2 separate regions of the Gossypium arboreum genome follow, and region 1 is linked to region 2. Evidence: chromatin contacts called from public Hi-C data. All regions are on one chromosome and are shown on one strand. Each heading gives the region's core, a stretch centred on a gene start, on an enhancer-like site or on the middle of the called end of the contact. The rest is flanking DNA. Distances are from core to core; before and after follow the strand shown. Region 1 has its middle 32 kb from the start of LOC128285449. Region 2 holds the start of LOC108477554 (protein DETOXIFICATION 34).

Region 1 (4,183 bases), core at 335-2,834, 59 kb before region 2:
GACTAAAAGGTTAAAGGTTAATATTGTATTAATTTATAAATAAATTTTGAAAAATATATACCTAATATATTATTATCAATTCAAATGATTTTTTATCGAATTTTATAATTAAATTGATTTATTATCTGTTTAAATATTCTTTGATTCTTAAATAATGTGTGAATCAAATAATTCATTAATTTTATTTCAATCAATCTGATGAATCCATTCATCAATAAAATTTTAGTAGATGTATTAAAATTGAGGACCCAAATCTTTGGGTTTGAAAAAGCATACCTTTGCTCACCCGTTAATGGGCTAAGCTTGTGAGTTGGATTAACCCACTAGAGATGATTGTGAAAGTGGGCAAACAACATAACATCATTTAGATTCAATTAATATTGATGACTATAGGTGTAAAGTAGATAACTTTATTCGCAAGTTATTTATGTTGGATTTCATTGTTGAATTCAATATTAAGATTTTTAATAATATTGAAAAATTTAAATTCAAACTATAGTTTCATTTTTAGTATAAATAATTGAGCTGAAGTTGGATATGAAAATCAAGCTATTTTTAATTAGGTATTTATGTATAATTTAACAAGTTGTTCTATTTGTATCTTGAATCAAGCTCTGGTTTAAAATTGAAACTTGATTGAGGTAAAAAAAATTTTAAGCCTCACTTTCAGTAAACCTCGAATTTCTTACACATTAAACTTAATTTGGCTCAAGTACAACCTAAAACATTTGAGAGTGTTTAATAAACTAAAAGATTTGGTGCTAAAAAAAATATATGTTGAAAAATTAAATATTGAATTTAAGTTATAAAATTTAGAGTTAAATATAAAAATAGTACTTAAATTTGTCCATTTCTTTCAGGTTGGTACGTATGTTTTTTTTGCCTAAAATTGGTTCTCAATTTTTTTCCATCAACTAAATCAGTAATGTTGTTAAGTTTAGGACGTGATAGAATAAAATTGTGACACGTAGTATAAATGATGTCATGATGATGTCATAATATAAAAAAATTTTAAAAAAACTTTTTTTTCTCCACCAATTTTCTATCATTCCTTTTTTTTTTTTTCCTTTCTTCTTCTTCTTCTTCCATCAACCCAACTCGTGAAAATTTCTTCTTAAATTTGCAAACAAAAAAAAAAATCAATTTTGATAGATTTGAAATAGCTTCTTCAAAGTGTTCTTCGTTTCAAGGAAAAACAAAATCTAATTTCAAAATACTATTACAATGACTTTTGAACCAAAAAAAAAAAAAAACAATTCACCTCCCTTCCTGTTCAGTTTTCTGATGTTGTTCTTCACCTCTACTTAGCTTTAATCATGGTAATTTGTTGTCATAAAGTGCAAATAAGCAATGGGTATTATTTCCTTTTTTTTTTTTTTTAGATTACTTTTCATGACTACAATAGTTCAAAGAATTAAAAAATAGACCTTCCTCCACAAAACATTAATGCCCAATCTTCACCTCCCTTTTCTCTCCCCATTAAGCCCTCAATCCCCAACACCAAAACCCCCAAATTCACCCCATTAGCTTCCATTATAGCACCCTATAACAACCCCCAAACACAAACTCAGTCCCCACTCAATGATTTAGGGTAAAAAAAAGGGAGCTGGCTTTGTTAACTGGTGAATAGCTTTTACAGTGGATTTTATAGCCTTCATTTTATGGTGAAGTTTTTACGTTTATTGTGGGAAAAAGAAATCTGTTTGTTTCTTTTGTTTTTTCATTGGAGTAGTTGATCTTCAGGTGATAATTGTATGCTTTAGATGAGTCTTCTGTTAAGAGATCGCCGATATTTTATATTTCGCTGAAATTTGTTTTTATTGTTGATTCCTTTAGATTTGGTATTTTTGGTAGATGTGTATTTTTGTTTGGTTACTGAGAAAGTGCAGGGAATGAAACGGAATTTTATATTTTTGTTAAACTAAAAGATAAGGTAAATATGATATTTTTGGTGTTTACAGTATTGGGGGGAGAAGAAACTTGGTTTAAGGGAAGAAGAAGAAGAAAAAGAAGGGAAAAAAAAAAAAGAACCACAGAAAAATTGGGGGAGAAAAAAAGGGTTTTTAAATCTTTTTTAGATTGTAACTTCACCGTGACATCATTTATGCAATGTGTCATAATCTTATTCTAAAAAAGTCCTAAATTTAATGGCGATAGACTCAAATATCGATTTAGTTGACGAAAAAAAAATTGAGTACCAATTTAGGCAAAAAAAAATCATAAGTATCAATCTCGAAGAAGTGGACAAGTTTAGATTTTAATTTTATATTTAACCCTAAAATCAATTTGATATATTACTTAGAATTAGGTACAAAATATAATTAGATTGTTTGATAAATATAAAATTTAAATTATAAAAAGATTTTATTCTACATATTATCCTTAATGTTTAAACATTTCACTGCCTTATTGTAAACAAAATCAAATTTTAAACATAATTTTGTACAGAAAAATATTATATTAAAATAAAAAAATAGAATTAATTGAAAATTATATTAATTAAGTGATAAATAGAATTGATCTGCTTATCATTTTTCTCACATTTAACACACATTTAATTGACAAATTTTATTGAGTTGTGTTTGTTTTAGATTATCAAATGTATGTAACAAAATTAAAATATTAAAAATATTATTTTTCAATTGATTTATTTTTTCAATAATTTATCAAACAATGTTTCAAATTGTAATAATAAAATAAAATTAGGCACATTTTAGGTTTTTCATTTTCTTTTAAATCACTATCACTATCAATGCATTTGCAAAGTCACATAATAATTGGATTTTAATGTAATTATTTGTAATTATATTTACGTTGTTATGAAGATCTTATTAAGTGGATGTCCATCAAGATCAAGATAAATTTTGATGTACTTTAAATTCTAATAGTCATTAGAATTAGATCAAGACTTCATTTATACTTCTTATGCCTATAAATAGAGACTTTGGAGAAGTTTTGTATAGATTCCAATTAATCAATAAAAATATGCTCTCTCTTTGCTCTGCCATTCTCTTTGTTCTTTATTCTCTGTCTTTTATTTTATAAAACGTTATCAGTATAAATCTCTTTTAATTGTTTTTCTTCATAAGTCACAAAAATATCCCAAAATTTGCTATTGTCCATTGCCTCCTAGAGTTGCTGCTATTTCAATTGAGGCCTGCGCACTATGGGCAATCATTAAGGCCTTTAACCACTCAGCCAGGGTGATAACGATGATGTTAAATAATTTCATGTATACTTAACTATGATTTGTTTATTATATCATGCTTATATAATTGGAGACTAATCATGACAACATGAATAGATAGATTTTGATTTGAAATCCACGCATGTTTGCGACGGTGATTATGAAATAAAGAATTTTTTGGAATGTTTATAAGTTCATCCTAGTAAATCTATTGCATTCCCCGAAATGAATGTAAAAGAAAATATAAACCAATATTATTCCAATATTTGGTAGTACAAAATTAATCGAAAGCTCCAAAAGAGCTAATATATTAATATCTTGTGATGGTTAATCCATTGATTTTAAAAGATATTTATAATCGATCTCATATTGAGATTGTAAATGAGAAAAGATTATATTTCATATGAATCAAAAAGGATTGGATTATTGATTTATATTTATTACTCTTTTATAAATTAAATTGATCTTGACTATCTTTGTGATCCTTTTTTGTCATCATTCCTGTTAAGGGGTTGAAAGTAAAATATTTGACTGTTAAAGATCTACTTAAATTTTGGAATAATTTAAAAGAAAAAATGTAAGAAATAGAATATGGTAGTTCTATCTAAAGCTCATTATGGTTGGATGCACCTGAAGTTGCAAGTTTTTTTTTTAAATTGTGAGTATAACTCCACAGTATTCAGAATAAGTTCTCAATTAAAATTACGTGGAAAAATATTGCTGATGAGGATTTGCAAGAGAGAAAACTTATGTATGAAAATTCATTGGTTATATACCTATTGTACTGTAACACCCCAAACCCGGTCTAGACGTTATGGCTGAATCTGGCGATGTCACATGGAATGGTATTTGTAGTCTAATTCATCGAGTGAAAACCCTTCCAATTTATTAGTCTTTAATTAACTCAGAAAAATGCATGTTCGTTGTTATGGTTCAAAACGTGACTTTTTAGCGGAAGCTTGTGAACTTTTTGTTTGAGAAAATCGTCCGTTTTTA
Region 2 (3,610 bases), core at 521-3,020:
GGTGGGGAAATTGATGGCTAATGAGAACATTTGGGGCATGACTTGCATGGTGAATTCTCCGGCGAGGTCGGCAATGCCAGGTTCTTGACCGAGGAGTTTTAGTAGTGGGGTGGCGTATAAGTAGAGAGGCAACAAGGCGAAACAGGCGGCGAATAAGATTATCCAGGATCGTTGCATGTATATGCCGAGTAAATCTATTTGTCCAGCACCGAATGCTTGCCCACATAGGGTCTCGAGTGCACTCGCCATTCCTAACTGCAGTTTATAAAAATAGTCACGAAATATATTTAAAAAATAAAATATGATATGTTTTTCAGTGAGCTAATTTCACCGTACAATCTTTAGATTTTAAATTTATTTCATAACTTCAAAATGTTCTAATCAAATCTTTAATATTGTATCAATTAGATCCTTTCATTTAACATAAGTAATAAGTTGAGCATTAAATGTCAACTCAAATATTACATGGTGCATATTTAAATCACGTTAATCGAATAATAAACACATTGATACGTATTGTATGTAAATTCAAGGGGACACATAGTGACATTGGCCCTCCAAAATTGGTAAAACAGTGAAAAATTATAAAAATACGAGTAATATAATGATAAAATTATCTTTTGACCCCCTAAATTATTTTCCTGCCTTTGTCCCTATTTATATAGACAACTTAAATATGATATGTAAAAAAAATTAACCTTGCTAAATTTTATTGACACACAAAATTATTTTTTTAAAAGGTGAAATCCAAACTGTTCGTGCAATAAGTATATTTGTGTTCACAATTTGATTCTCATGTTTCTAATATGCTTCACATTATATCTAAACTGCTATTTAACACATAAATTAATAACTATTTGATTGAAAGATTTGATTGATATAATACTTATACCTTAGCAAGGCAAAGCATGCAAGACTGGGCCCCTTGATTAAATAAAAAATAACTTTTTTGGTCCCTCCTAGAAATTAATATTTTAATTTAAGCCTTTTTAACATAAATTTTTAGAGGTAACCCCCAAAATTTTATAACAATTTTATGTTTGCTCTACTGACACAAAATTTTGGCTTTGTCCCCGAGCACTATCAATTTAGAATTTGAACGGTAATGCGGGGATTTTGTTGCAATTAACCCCTTTTTCATTGAATTGCACCAAGAAGCTAACCAAATAAAGGAAAGGAAACAACACATAAACGTGAGAGAAGCTAACCAAGAAACCAAATGAAAAATTCGCGACGACCGACAAAGCAATGGCGACAGCCGATAGCTCGATATCGCCGATATGACCCGCGAAAATGTTGGTGAAGGAGTTGATCCCATAATTGCACCAAATATTGAACGCAATAGGAGTTGCAATAGACCATATCTTAGAAGACTCCACAAACAATATGTTCCTAACATCCGCAAAGCTTTGTACCTGAGGATAATCCCCTCCCTCGATGATTAAACTCGACGGTGCCGGATGTAGCTCGGCAACTTCAAAAAGGGGTAACGTCGACGATGGCGTAGCATGCAGTTGGTCCTCCATAACAGAAGATGGACTAATTATTGTCCCTTCTGCTGCATTTTGCAGCTCGTACTCTTTAGTATTCGCAATTTTGGCACAATTTTAGTGAACCCTTCTGAGTAAATTTTCTGGGTTTTTTCTTCTATAAAATTTGATTGTATGGATTCAAGGGAGTCAATGTGAAGAAAAATTCAATCTTTGTCCTTTTTTTCTTAATTTTTGTTTTATACATTTGCCTTGTTTTTGTTTTGGTGGAAGTTTAGGAAAGGGTTTTAGCAAGTGGTGGGTTATGGCTATAAATTAGGATGACCATGGAAACATCAAACATGAGGGACGGGATTTGAGTTGACTCGGTCTTTTTAGCTTCTTAGGACAAAGCTTGTTCAATGTTTTTCAATTTGGTCTGTTTGTTCGTTAATGTAGTTATTTTCTGTTCGTGGGGGTCCACGATCTTGTGTTGCGCAATCCCTGGAATAATGTTGTACACCATATAGTTCACATGGTGACGTATAGGGATGGATTCCCAATGGTTAAATTATAATAATTTAGCTTCAATTATTAATTTAGTATTTAAATTAAACGAATCAAAAAATGTTTGACTTGTGTATTCTAGTAAAAAACTTTATAGGTACTTAATTGAAATTAAAAAAAGTTTAAGTACTAAATTAAACATAAAATTAAATTTAGATATGTAATCGGGACAAAAATATATAAGTATCAAACTAAAAATCAAGCCAAACTCGGATACTAAATAGTATATTATAATTTTGGACTCTCTATATGCTCAAAGTTTGGATTTAGTTTTTATAGTAATTTGGGCATAATACCATATTTAACCTTCAATGTTTACATCATTTATCAATTTGATCCTTATTCTTCTTTTTAGCAAAATTTGACCATTAGCCTTTGAAAAATAGTCAAATTGTCTCTTTAACGGAAATGTTGGTGTCATAACCCACATATACTTTATATTGATATGACAAGATTTGTCTTATATGTCATGTCAACAAATACTTTAATTTATATAAAAATATTCAAAAAATAAATATAAAAAGTTCATAAAATTAAAAAAACATGAACTACATATGGATTTTCATGTGGACTGCTATGTTTAAAAATAGTAAGTATTTTCATTAAAAATAATAATTTGACTCTTTTTAAAAGGTTGATGCCAACTTGACTCTTTTTAAAAGGTAAAAGGTCAAATTTAACTCCAAAAAAAAGAGAGACAAGCATACAAAAATATAAATATTGAAGACTAAATTTGACATTATATCTTTAATTTAACATAATTTGATCATTTTATCTTTATAATATCATTTAATTAATTTAAATAGATAACACCGTTAACTATTACAATTAAAATATAAAATATGATTATGTATTTTTGTTTTAAATCTATATTAGCAAGATAAGTTAGAACAATATTTTAAGAAAATCCATATAAATATTTTAATCAAAATAATTGTATTAGCTATTTGGGTTAACAATGTTAGCATACCTAGCCAAGGTCGGGTTCATTACATATCATCAATACTCTATGATTGTAAGCTTTTCTTTAAAATTCGATATCCAAATTTCATTTAATTCTGCTTATATTTGTTGTACTTTACTCGATCTGATCGACGTACCCAAGTAAAAAACATATTACAACAAAAATTAATAATTGATAGATACTTTACTAAACAAAAACTCACTAAATTAAATAACATATAATCAAACATATTAAAATTTTGAACACTGTAAGGACCTAATTGTGAAATTCAAGCATGTAATAGGTTCGAATTATAAAATCTTAAGGTTTATAGGTCAATAATGAAAATCTATAGTTGGTATCGATATGAATCGATACCTTTTTGAAAATTGATACCAAAATTCATTATTGTTTTCTTTGCAAAACAAAGGTATTGATAAATATTTTATGAAAATCTATAGTTGGTATCGATATGAATCGATACCTTTTTGAAAATTGATACCAAAATTCATTATTGTTTTCTTTGCAAAACAAAGGTATTGATAAATATTTTATGGTATCGATATTTTATGCAAAAGTATCGATAGCCAAATAAAAATTGATAACATTTTGGTATCTTGATTGTTTTAAA

The links. Hi-C and Micro-C count contacts between places; a contact is called where the count stands out from the background.
Region 1: a contact with region 2 is called in a Hi-C map of leaf, with 1.9 times the contacts expected there. The contact joins the enhancer-like site here to the promoter of LOC108477554 in region 2. A contact is called at or near these places in 3 of 5 Hi-C or Micro-C datasets (all in leaf).

What each region holds. Positions count from the first base shown.
Region 1 is chr12:90,208,037-90,212,219 of ASM2569848v2, reverse strand. No RefSeq gene overlaps it. Among protein-coding and RNA genes, the nearest start is that of LOC128285449, 32 kb to the right of the region's middle. Within about 2 kb of position 1,584, at least 2 of the 2 cell types and tissues checked have an H3K27ac peak or open chromatin away from gene starts, as enhancers often do. A contact at or near this core is called in leaf, where this site is marked.
Region 2 is chr12:90,150,257-90,153,866 of ASM2569848v2, reverse strand. LOC108477554 (protein DETOXIFICATION 34) reads right to left here and starts at 1,770. Exons shown (of 7, transcript XM_017780092.2): 1 at 1,209-1,770; 2 at 1-255. The coding sequence starts at 1,526.